Linked DNA regions of Mus musculus: region 1 is linked to region 2. The links are chromatin contacts, called in public Hi-C maps. All regions are on one chromosome and are shown on one strand. Each heading gives the region's core, a stretch centred on a gene start, on an enhancer-like site or on the middle of the called end of the contact. The rest is flanking DNA. Distances are from core to core; before and after follow the strand shown.

Region 1 (4,474 bases), core at 1,068-3,567, 480 kb after region 2:
ACTCTTATTACATAGTGATGTTAGGTAAGAACTCTTTACATAAGAATCAGAAACGTTCCACTCTTCAAGAATGTTAAGATAACTATAGCCAGTAGTAAGGAGTGTCTTAAAAATTAAATGTTAAAAAAGGTGAGGTAGTAATATTCACAGCACCAATCAATAAACAAAAAAGCATCTAATTTAATTATGGCTCTTTTCTTCTACAATATTCACTTGTGATTCATGGTTATTTATAAGAGAACAACTTCTGCTGGTTCTGGTTATTGTTTTGGCTTGAGTTTTCAATTCTCAGTGCTTACCCAGCATCTTTGCAGGCTACACTTACTGTTTACATTGGAAATCCATACTGAAAACAGTACGACATGCATCACTGTTTGTGGGACACATTATCTTCCTGAGATTCCTATGCCATGCACAATTATTACTCCAAGAGTACCCTCCCATCCCCACCGTCAAATAGAAAGTGACAGTGCCTGGTACTTTGCAGCTTAGCAAAATGTCTCTTAGGAAAGTCCTTATTCAGCATAAATATGAGCTGCTCTGGAGATGTTTCATACATGCTAACTGCCTAATGTAGTTTTAGGCATACTCAGATGTAATTATATGAATAATATCTGCAAGGGAATTTGTTCTTGCTTCGTTTTCTTTTAAACGCCGAAGGCTCAGTGCTGGCAACATTGCTTTGGAAGGAAATCAAGTCCTCTGCAGAAGAGTGGCACTTGAGACAGACTGCAAATGCACAATGGCTTTTAGAAATCTGTTATTTACCAGCAATTATTTTCTACTCACTTATCTGTCAACGTGTTCCCATTTAACCAACTGATTAATACTGAGTAACTTTCTGCTTTGATTCTAAAATAACAAAACTTCAAAGCTACCTTGGAATTATATTGGGCAGAGCCTTAGAATTTTCCTGCTTCATGCTGACTGGCTGGAGTTTGATTACTCTTTTGTATTAGAATTATAAGCTTTTAACCTACCACCTGGAAATGTGGATATATCTGCATTTCTTTATGTAGATATAATTTATCTAGAGAGAGGGAAAAGTACATTCCAGGAACTAGTGGAACTTTGGATGCAACTTGAGGCAGGTTCTCATCTCCTTCCACAAGGTGTGCCTCAGGTCTTTTACACAGGCATTTGAACTCGGCAGGTACCATCACTGAATGAGCCATCTTCTACCTCAGTATTACCCTCCACAGTTCTTTGTGCATCTTTTTGATTCTACAGTCTATGCGGTTTTTCTAGAATGTTAGCACAAGTAATTTCTTCATATTTGTTTTCCCAGATAGCCTGTAAAAAGTCTCAAGATTGTCCACTTAGTTGTATATTTAGGCAAGAAGAATAATCAGACTAAATTTCAAAAACTGACACAGAATTTTACCAGTTTAGATTAAATCACACCAGACTGCTTTGCTCTCCCACTCTTTCAATGTCCTGCAACATTTATTATAAATTCTAAATCAGCTTTAACCATCAGAGGAGCTGGGTCTTTAAAAGACTTTTTACACATAATTCTGGTCAATAGTTTTCTTGCATGCTTTAACTATGTTATAAAAAGTATGTTCACCTTATAGCTTAGATTATGTATGGAGAGGCAGAGATGAAATTTGATGGGAAGGTAGCCAAAGGAATTGTTTCTATTGGTCTTGTTCGTATTAGGGTACCTTGGCAGGGAGATTTTTGAAGTTCCTGAGTGTTATTAAGGTACCCATGAGGCACTCAAGCAATGTTATATACCAAAGATCAACTTCCATTAGAACAGAATGGGTGCATCTTTCAACCACATAGACTTAGCCAATATCTTTCAGAGTGAGAAATGCCAAAGAAAGCTTAGCATTCACAGCAATATGTATTGTTTTGTTTCAGGATGAAAACAGTTAAGAGTCAACATGATCCCTCTTAACAAGACAAACAATGTTGACCAGTTTCCTAACATTTCTATGCACATATTATTTAAATGTAATTAAAATATTTGAGTTCTAGTTTCACAATGACTGCCATTGCAACTATGACAGAAGTCTGGCTTACTCACAGCCAAACAAAAAATCAACAGACAAAAGACCTTCTCAACTGTCCTGTGAAAGAAATTTGCATTGTTGACCAAAACTTTTTAGTCACTTCCCATGGGAAAAGAAGTTCTTTTGGAGGGCAACGCAGAATAGTTTGGCATGTGCTGACACTTCTTCTATCTTTTCAATGGCAAAATCATTTCCAGGCCACCAGACACAGTGAATAATTCCTGAATGCTACATGTGGCGTGGCCAGGATGACAGTACTGCCATCTGGAATAATAACAAAATTTCCTCACAGCAGACATCCTTTCTGGAAAGATCACTCATGCAGATCATGTGTCCAGTCCTTCATTTCTTCTGGCTTTTCCCCCTGGACTGTGCAATGACAGCAGAATTCAGTTACAGTAGCATTATGTTTTTACTGCATAGGTGAGCTTCCTGGACCACACCAGATTGCCTTTCTGGTATCCATGGGTTTTAGGGAGGATCCAGCAACTGTAATACTAAAAACAGCACTGTTGTCAGCTTTTCATCTAGTGTGTGGAGTTTACATTGCTATTGGGCATGAAGATCCTGGACCATAGACTGCAGAAATTATAGAAATACCTGGGAAACTAAGCAACTTTCTTAAATCAGATCGCCAAACAGGAATGGAGCCTCTCATAACAATATCCAGATTCCACCCACTCCCAACAGTCTTTTTTATTGATCAACTAATCTGCAGCCTTTCTGGGAAACAGTTCCATTTTTTTTTTGTTCTCTTGTGGAGTTTTCTTTATTAATTGGTGGTTTTTTTTTCTTTTAACATTTTGAGAAGTTAAGAGAGAGTTGTCTTGCTATTAAATAAATACCGAAACTATAAGAGTAAACATATCAAGAGTAGTGTGGTCAGGCTTGCAGTTATCAGTGACTTCTGCTGTTTTTAAATTTCATCCTCCCTTGTTCTTTCTTGGATTCTTTGACCCAGCAATCAGTATTTCTGCTATATTCAATTGATAATTGCTTGCAAAGAAAATATTAGTTCTTTATTTTCTTTTATTTAAAAAAAATGTATTGATCCTTGTAAGTTTCACCCTCATATCTGTTCTTCACACTTGCAATTTTCCCCTTTATTAACACCACACACACACACACACACACAAACACACACACACACACACACAATCATAAAAGAAAATCTCAGTGTAGAAGCTGTAGTGTGTCACAATCTGTTCCAGAGTATATCCCTACCCCCCCTCACATCTGCATTTGTAAATATTCATTGCCATAACTTCAGGGTCTAGTTTGAGGTCTCTGGCTTTTGTGACATCATCAACATTGGCTTCTCACGGTGACTGCTTCACATTATCTGGTTGTTGCCCGGTGTCCTGGAGCTTTTGGTCAGCAGGACTGGCCTTTTCCCACTGCTGGCAGATGATGTAGGTTTTCTCCTGCGTCAGTTCAAAGCTGGGTAGTAACTGAGATGGTCAGTGCTTCAGCTCTCCCTTACGGCTTAGGCAAGCACCACCTGGGTGAGGTCTCCAGCCCTGCTTAGGCAAGGTAACATAACATCCTCTGCATCTCCTGCACCCACACCTCTGGACCAAGCTCCACAGTGCTGCTCAATCAAACTGTGTGGCCCAATGTCCCAAATGCTGGCACCTTCCTGTCAAGGTGTGGGGCTCAATTTCCTAAGTGCTGCAGCCTGTGAGGGGCTGGGGCATCTCTTCTGATCTCTCACCCTCAGGACTGGCTCACTATGCATTTGTATCAAGACCAGCTCCACTGTGCTGCCCAGAAGAGGTGCAGGGCCTGCTTTATGGAGTGCTACAGCCAGTGAAAGGGTCTGGCTAGATCTCATGCTCTCTTGCATCTAATGATATATACCCTGACTCAGTTAGTCTGCACTCTCACACTTATCTTTAATAAACAGAACATAAGTAGGCACTATGATTGTTCTGGATAATGAAATTGGAGAGTATTTATATAGCAACCTGATTATGTTGCATTGTCTAGCCTGTTCTGGGATTCCAGAGGGAAAGACTGTGATGAGGAAGAACTGAACATGAACAGAATTAAGAAAATCTCTAGGAATCACTCTACATTTTACAGAATGTATTGCTCATTGACCAATTATGAATATATGGTTAGTCATATTTATGTAAATTTTCTTATCAGCTTTGTATTGTAAACTAGTTATTTCTTATCTTGTGAAATATAAACAGCAGCATCAACTTATCCACATGATTTTATATATTTTTAGAAAAAGCAATATATTAGTTGTTACTGGTATGTAACAAACATAGGCTAAATGTTTCAAATTTTTGGGTCTTTAATTCATGTATATCAACAGAATGCCAAATGCTGTCACAGTATTAGGTAAAGCTGAGGCACTTACTTGATGACTGTCTTAATATTAGAATCTTAGAATCAGCATTTCTTCCTCTTCTAAGCGGTGTAGAGAATAAACTGCTAGGAAT
Region 2 (4,754 bases), core at 951-3,450:
CATGCCAATATAGCATTTTCTTAATTTATAGCTGACATGTAAGGGTTCAACCCTCTGTCTAGCTTGCCACTTTAGGCAAGTGGGTAGCTCTGGGTTGATTAAGAGAGCAGACCCAGAAATCTGTGAGTAGGAAGCCAGTAAGCAGCATTATTCTATTGCCTCCAGGTTGTTGATTGACTTACTGTCCTGGCTTTCCTCAATGACAGAGAGTTAAAGACATGGAATTATAAGCCAAATAAACCTGCTTTTTCTGTTCAAGTTGGTTTGGTTTAGTCAATGTTTTGTCACAGAAACAGAAGGTACATAAAGGCACCTGATTATTCTATAGTGTGTTTATGATAGGAAACTACTAAATGGAGGATTTTGGAACAAATGCAATATTTTGTTTACGGTACATTAAAAGAAGTTTCTAGTAGATTATATGACCACAAATATATTTAGTTACTAGTTATCTCTAAGAACAGCACTGAATAAGGTTAGGATGGGATGACACAATTTTGTTCGAAGGTTTCAGCTATCAATCTTCTTCTAAGATATGATATTGCTGTGTCCATCTTAAATGATGACTTCCCAATTTCTCCTGATAGAACACACAGTGAGTCACTAGCTTTTAAAATGAACCATAGTCCTGTGTGGACATACACCCGTTTTTAAAAATTCATCATCTGTATCAACATTTATGGAAGTGCATCAAAATACTCTGAATAGTAGATGACATCAATAATAACATGAAGATCATCCGTATTGAATTCATGGTGGGGAAATGAACAGATGATGAAAAGTGATTGGGAAGTGCAGTCAGTGATGGCTTCCTGGAAGTACTGGTTTGTTCTAGATTCAGAAGAATTGAAATTCAACAACTGGGGCTCTGTGCAAATCAATGTTATCCAAAACATGTGTATAAGTCCCAACCATCAGTGAAGACATTGGTGAGCTCATTTTAAAGTAGTGTTTCTTTTAGACTCCATGGAAGACTGCATTGAGAGCCTAGGAGATGGGTGGGATTATTTCATACTCAAGGGTCGGGCAGTGTTTCATGAGTGACAGGTTTCTGCTCTTGAGGTGCTGAGGGACTTGAATGACTTTATTGTAATCCATGAGATACTGTTGATGTGAGCAGCAAAAGAACAAAACATTTTCTCGAACGTCCAGGGATGGAATTTACAAAATGAAGGAAAGTTAGGATATTTCAGACGCGAGAATAGGCAACTAAGTCAAATCATCAAGATAGTAGAAAAGGGGTCAGTGAGGAAACAGGAACAAAAGATCTTAGCCAGATTCACAATGAACTTGGGTTCTGATATCCATCCCCCAGGTAACAAGTTTCCCAGCCAGTGGACTACGTTTGTAATTGAAACAGTATCAGAGCTGTTAATAGCTGACCTCAGTTACACACTTGATTGAGTTAACAGAACCCCCTTCTGCAATAAGATGGAAGGATATAAACTAGTCATTAGAAGTCACCAAGAGCAGGGGTAAAGCTTGCACAAAATCCCTTCTTTTAAGGCCGGGACCTTACCTTACAGTGCATCTGCAGGCTCCCCAAGAACAGCAAGTAGCTTCCCTGTGGCTACTTAACTGCACAGGTGATTAACTTAATGCAGGATTTTGACGACTGAGGCTGTTTTGTTTGTTTTGTTTTATTGTCCTTAACATTTTTAGATATATATTTGAATGTCAAGACTGTCTGTTTTCTAACAGTATATCAAAATTCTTTCTGCATTTTGATTGCCTTAAAAACACCAGAGACCGAAAGGGGGGGGGGGGGAGCAACCCACTGTTTAAAGGTAATTAGCACGTTCTCCGCTTTTTATAACTTTATAATTGAAATCTCATTAAAAGCTTTCTAGGTCTTCTTTTCCCTAAGTGACTAGGTGTCCCTAATTTGTTCTTAGCCAATGTGACTAATTCCAGACGACGCCTAGAAAAAAGTCCGGTACCTGTTGGGGGATAGCAAGGTTAAATAAGTGGGGTGGCTTTTTAGGTTGTTTTTATAACCTACGGGGAAAAACAAAAACATCCAAAAAAAAAAAAAAAACCGTCAAGGCAGGTGGGGGACTTCACTGCCTTCTCTTTGAGTCCTGCCTTTCTCAGTCCGGGTGAAGATTCCCAGGGAATTGAGAGCGCGGTTTTGTTTCTCCCTTGTATTGCAGATAGGGGGAGGAGGTGGTTATTAGAAGCTCTTCCTCTCTCGGTTCCCCTCTCCGCCTGACAGCACCGCTCTCTTGCGGACTCGCTTCTCCTAGGTGATCCATTTCTAGGCAACGTGGGGCTGCAGCGGAGCTTGCCAGGCTGCTGTTGGCTTCCCGCATCCCGCCAGGCGAGCGGCTCGGGAGCATCCTGCAGCCGCGGCTCCGCGCGCCGGCCTGGCCCGCTGCTCGCTCCCGCCGGACTCCCCCGCCACCGCGCCCGCCGCGCCAGCTCCGGGGCCCGTCTCGCGCCGAAGGGGAGTATTCTCTGCATTACTAGCTGCATTACCTTCAAGTTCACTTTTGCCACCCCTCCCGAAGCGGACCTCCCCCTCCCCGCTGGAATCTGGCGACTCCGATCGCATCTTCATCCTCGCTGGTGGCACTGAGAGCTGGCCGCGAGGCGCCACGACCGCGCACGGCCCCGGGTGGAGGGGCTCGGCGGCGGGGGAGGGCGCGGGCACATCCGGCGCGGGGGTGCCCAAGTTGCGGCGGAGCTGGGACCCGCCACCGCGGCCCCCGTGCGGCCACGGCCACCGTCTGAGCGCCAGCCTCGCCCCCCGTCCGAGAGCAGCCAAGGCTGGATACATTTTTTAAAAAGCCCAACTGCAAACAACTCTGGCAATGCCAAAATTCCCCTCCGAGTGACAGGGCTTGGGAGGAGGCTGCCTCTGGCTGTGCTAGCTCTCGGGTCGCCCGTGCCTCTTCTGTGACCAGAAAAGATTGTGCTGTAAAGAGGGATTTGGAAATTAGGGGGAAAGCTGCACTCAACTCTATCCTGACCTCAAACTCTGTGGACCGCTTAAGAGAATATCTACGTCTTGGAAGCAAAGTCGTGGTCAAGGAGGATCGGCATCGGAGGATGGAAGTTTTCCCCTTGCTCTTGTTTCTGTCCTTCTGTTGGTCTCGAACCTGGGACCTGGCGACCGCTGATTCTATCATCCACATCGGTAAGACAGGGCTTCTGTGGCTTGTGGCGACTTTCCCTAACGTTTCCTTGGCTGTGATCTCTGCTTCCCCACCCCCTCGAGCCTCCGGCTGCTGCCAGAGTGGCCTAGGTTCGCTCCCCTCGGTGCCCGCGCTCTCACGGGCTCAGCTTTCCCTAAGCAGTGACTGAGCCTCGCGGCGCGGAGTGAGGCCGTGTGTGGAGTGCGGGCCGGGCACTAGAGGCTCACGCCTGCCTCCGCGCAGGAGTGTGGGGAGTGTGGGGACTCCGGGTGTGGGGAGAAGGAAGTTTGATTGACTCTATCTTCTCGATTTTTCCCGGATGTACATTTGAGCCATTAAAAAAAAATCATAGGGGGTAAGGCTGGCAGTGGCATCCGCGGGGGAGAGATGCGGGCTGGGGCCGGGGGCGCTCCCCGCGGCTCGAACAGGTGGTTTTGCATCCTGAGCGGCCGAGTCCGCTGCGGCGATCGATGCGGACTCCCAAGCTCGCCGTCCTCTGCGGTTCCCGCGACTCGGAGGCTGGAGAGGATGGCGGGGCACTCGCTCCCAGTCCGGGGCGTGGGAGACGCCAATGCCGGCGCAGGCCGCTCCGGTGCCCGGCACAGACACGGTGGCCTCTGACAGCCATCTCCAGAGCTGCTCCCGGGCGAGCTGAGTCCGGGCGCCCCGAGGCCCCGCGGGTCGCCAGGCTCCTGGCCCCACCTATTGGCGAGCCGAGCGTCCGGGCAACGTGGCTGGAGCGGCGGGGCTCGAGTCATTATCATGCAGGGTGCCCGCAGCGAGGGCTCCAACTCTTCTCACTTGCTAATCCCTGAGAGCTAAGTGGAGACTGGCTTTTGCAGCCTTTTTTTTTTTTTTTTTTTTTCCGCGTTAATGTGATGATTTCCTTTTCGGCAATTCGCCCCCTGGGCAAGCAAGGTTCATTTGCTGGGCTGCAGTGAGGCCCCTCTGGAGGATTTTTTTTTTTTTTCTTTTTTGGGTACAGGAGTTTTATCAGTACAAATGGTTTCCTGTTCTGCAAATCCTGGCGACAGATGGGTCACAGCTTCTTTGCCCTTCTACCGTGGCGCGCGCGCGCGCGCGTACACACACACACACACACACACACACACACACACACACGTGGCAGGTGAAGCAGCTGCAGGTGGTAGTTACTTCCAAGCAAGGGGCTTCTGTCTGGTGTGTTTGTGCCTGTGGTGGACAGATCTTCAGCTCCAGGGGGCTCCCTCTTTTGGTATTATAGGCTGTCTTTGTAAACATGTCTGCCATTCTCTATCATTTATTTCAATGGGACTATATGTCTCTGTGCAAGGGGTAATGAGGTCACAATTCAGAAAGCCTTGCCCTTGTGCATTAAGAAAATGAAGCATTACATAGCTGGCCTTCTGGATCCCGTTTTGCCTGGGGCTTACAGTGCCTGTAGGTTCAGAACTTTTCAGGAAGAAATCTCATTGAAGGGTTCAGTAACGCTCTGATAAGAGTTTGGAAATGAACCATGCTTTTCGTAAAGACATGACATGAATTTATGTCCAGTTGTAAGTGAGTAGAGCAGGACCGGGGGTGGGATTGCTATGCCTTTCTTTATATTCATTTGATGACTGGGGGTTTCTCACTTAT

The links. A called contact is a pair of places that touch in the nucleus more often than the background predicts.
Region 1: a contact with region 2 is called in a Hi-C map of cerebellum, with 1.6 times the contacts expected there. The contact joins the enhancer-like site here to the promoter of Grid2 in region 2. A contact is called at or near these places in 1 of 39 promoter capture datasets (pre-B cells), 1 of 484 Hi-C or Micro-C datasets (cerebellum), 1 of 115 datasets of contacts at active chromatin or transcription factors (astrocytes) and 1 of 9 other capture datasets (liver).

Annotation. Positions count from the first base shown.
Region 1 is chr6:63,731,729-63,736,202 of GRCm38.p6, forward strand. The region is part of intron 2 of Grid2 (glutamate receptor, ionotropic, delta 2); the gene reads left to right. Among named protein-coding and RNA genes, the nearest start is that of Grid2, 480 kb to the left of the region's middle. Within about 2 kb of position 2,318, at least 4 of the 459 cell types and tissues checked have an H3K27ac peak or open chromatin away from gene starts, as enhancers often do. A contact at or near this core is called in cerebellum, where this site is marked.
Region 2 is chr6:63,253,806-63,258,559 of GRCm38.p6, forward strand. Grid2 (glutamate receptor, ionotropic, delta 2) reads left to right here and starts at 2,201. Exons shown (of 16, transcript NM_008167.3): 1 at 2,201-3,139. The coding sequence starts at 3,052.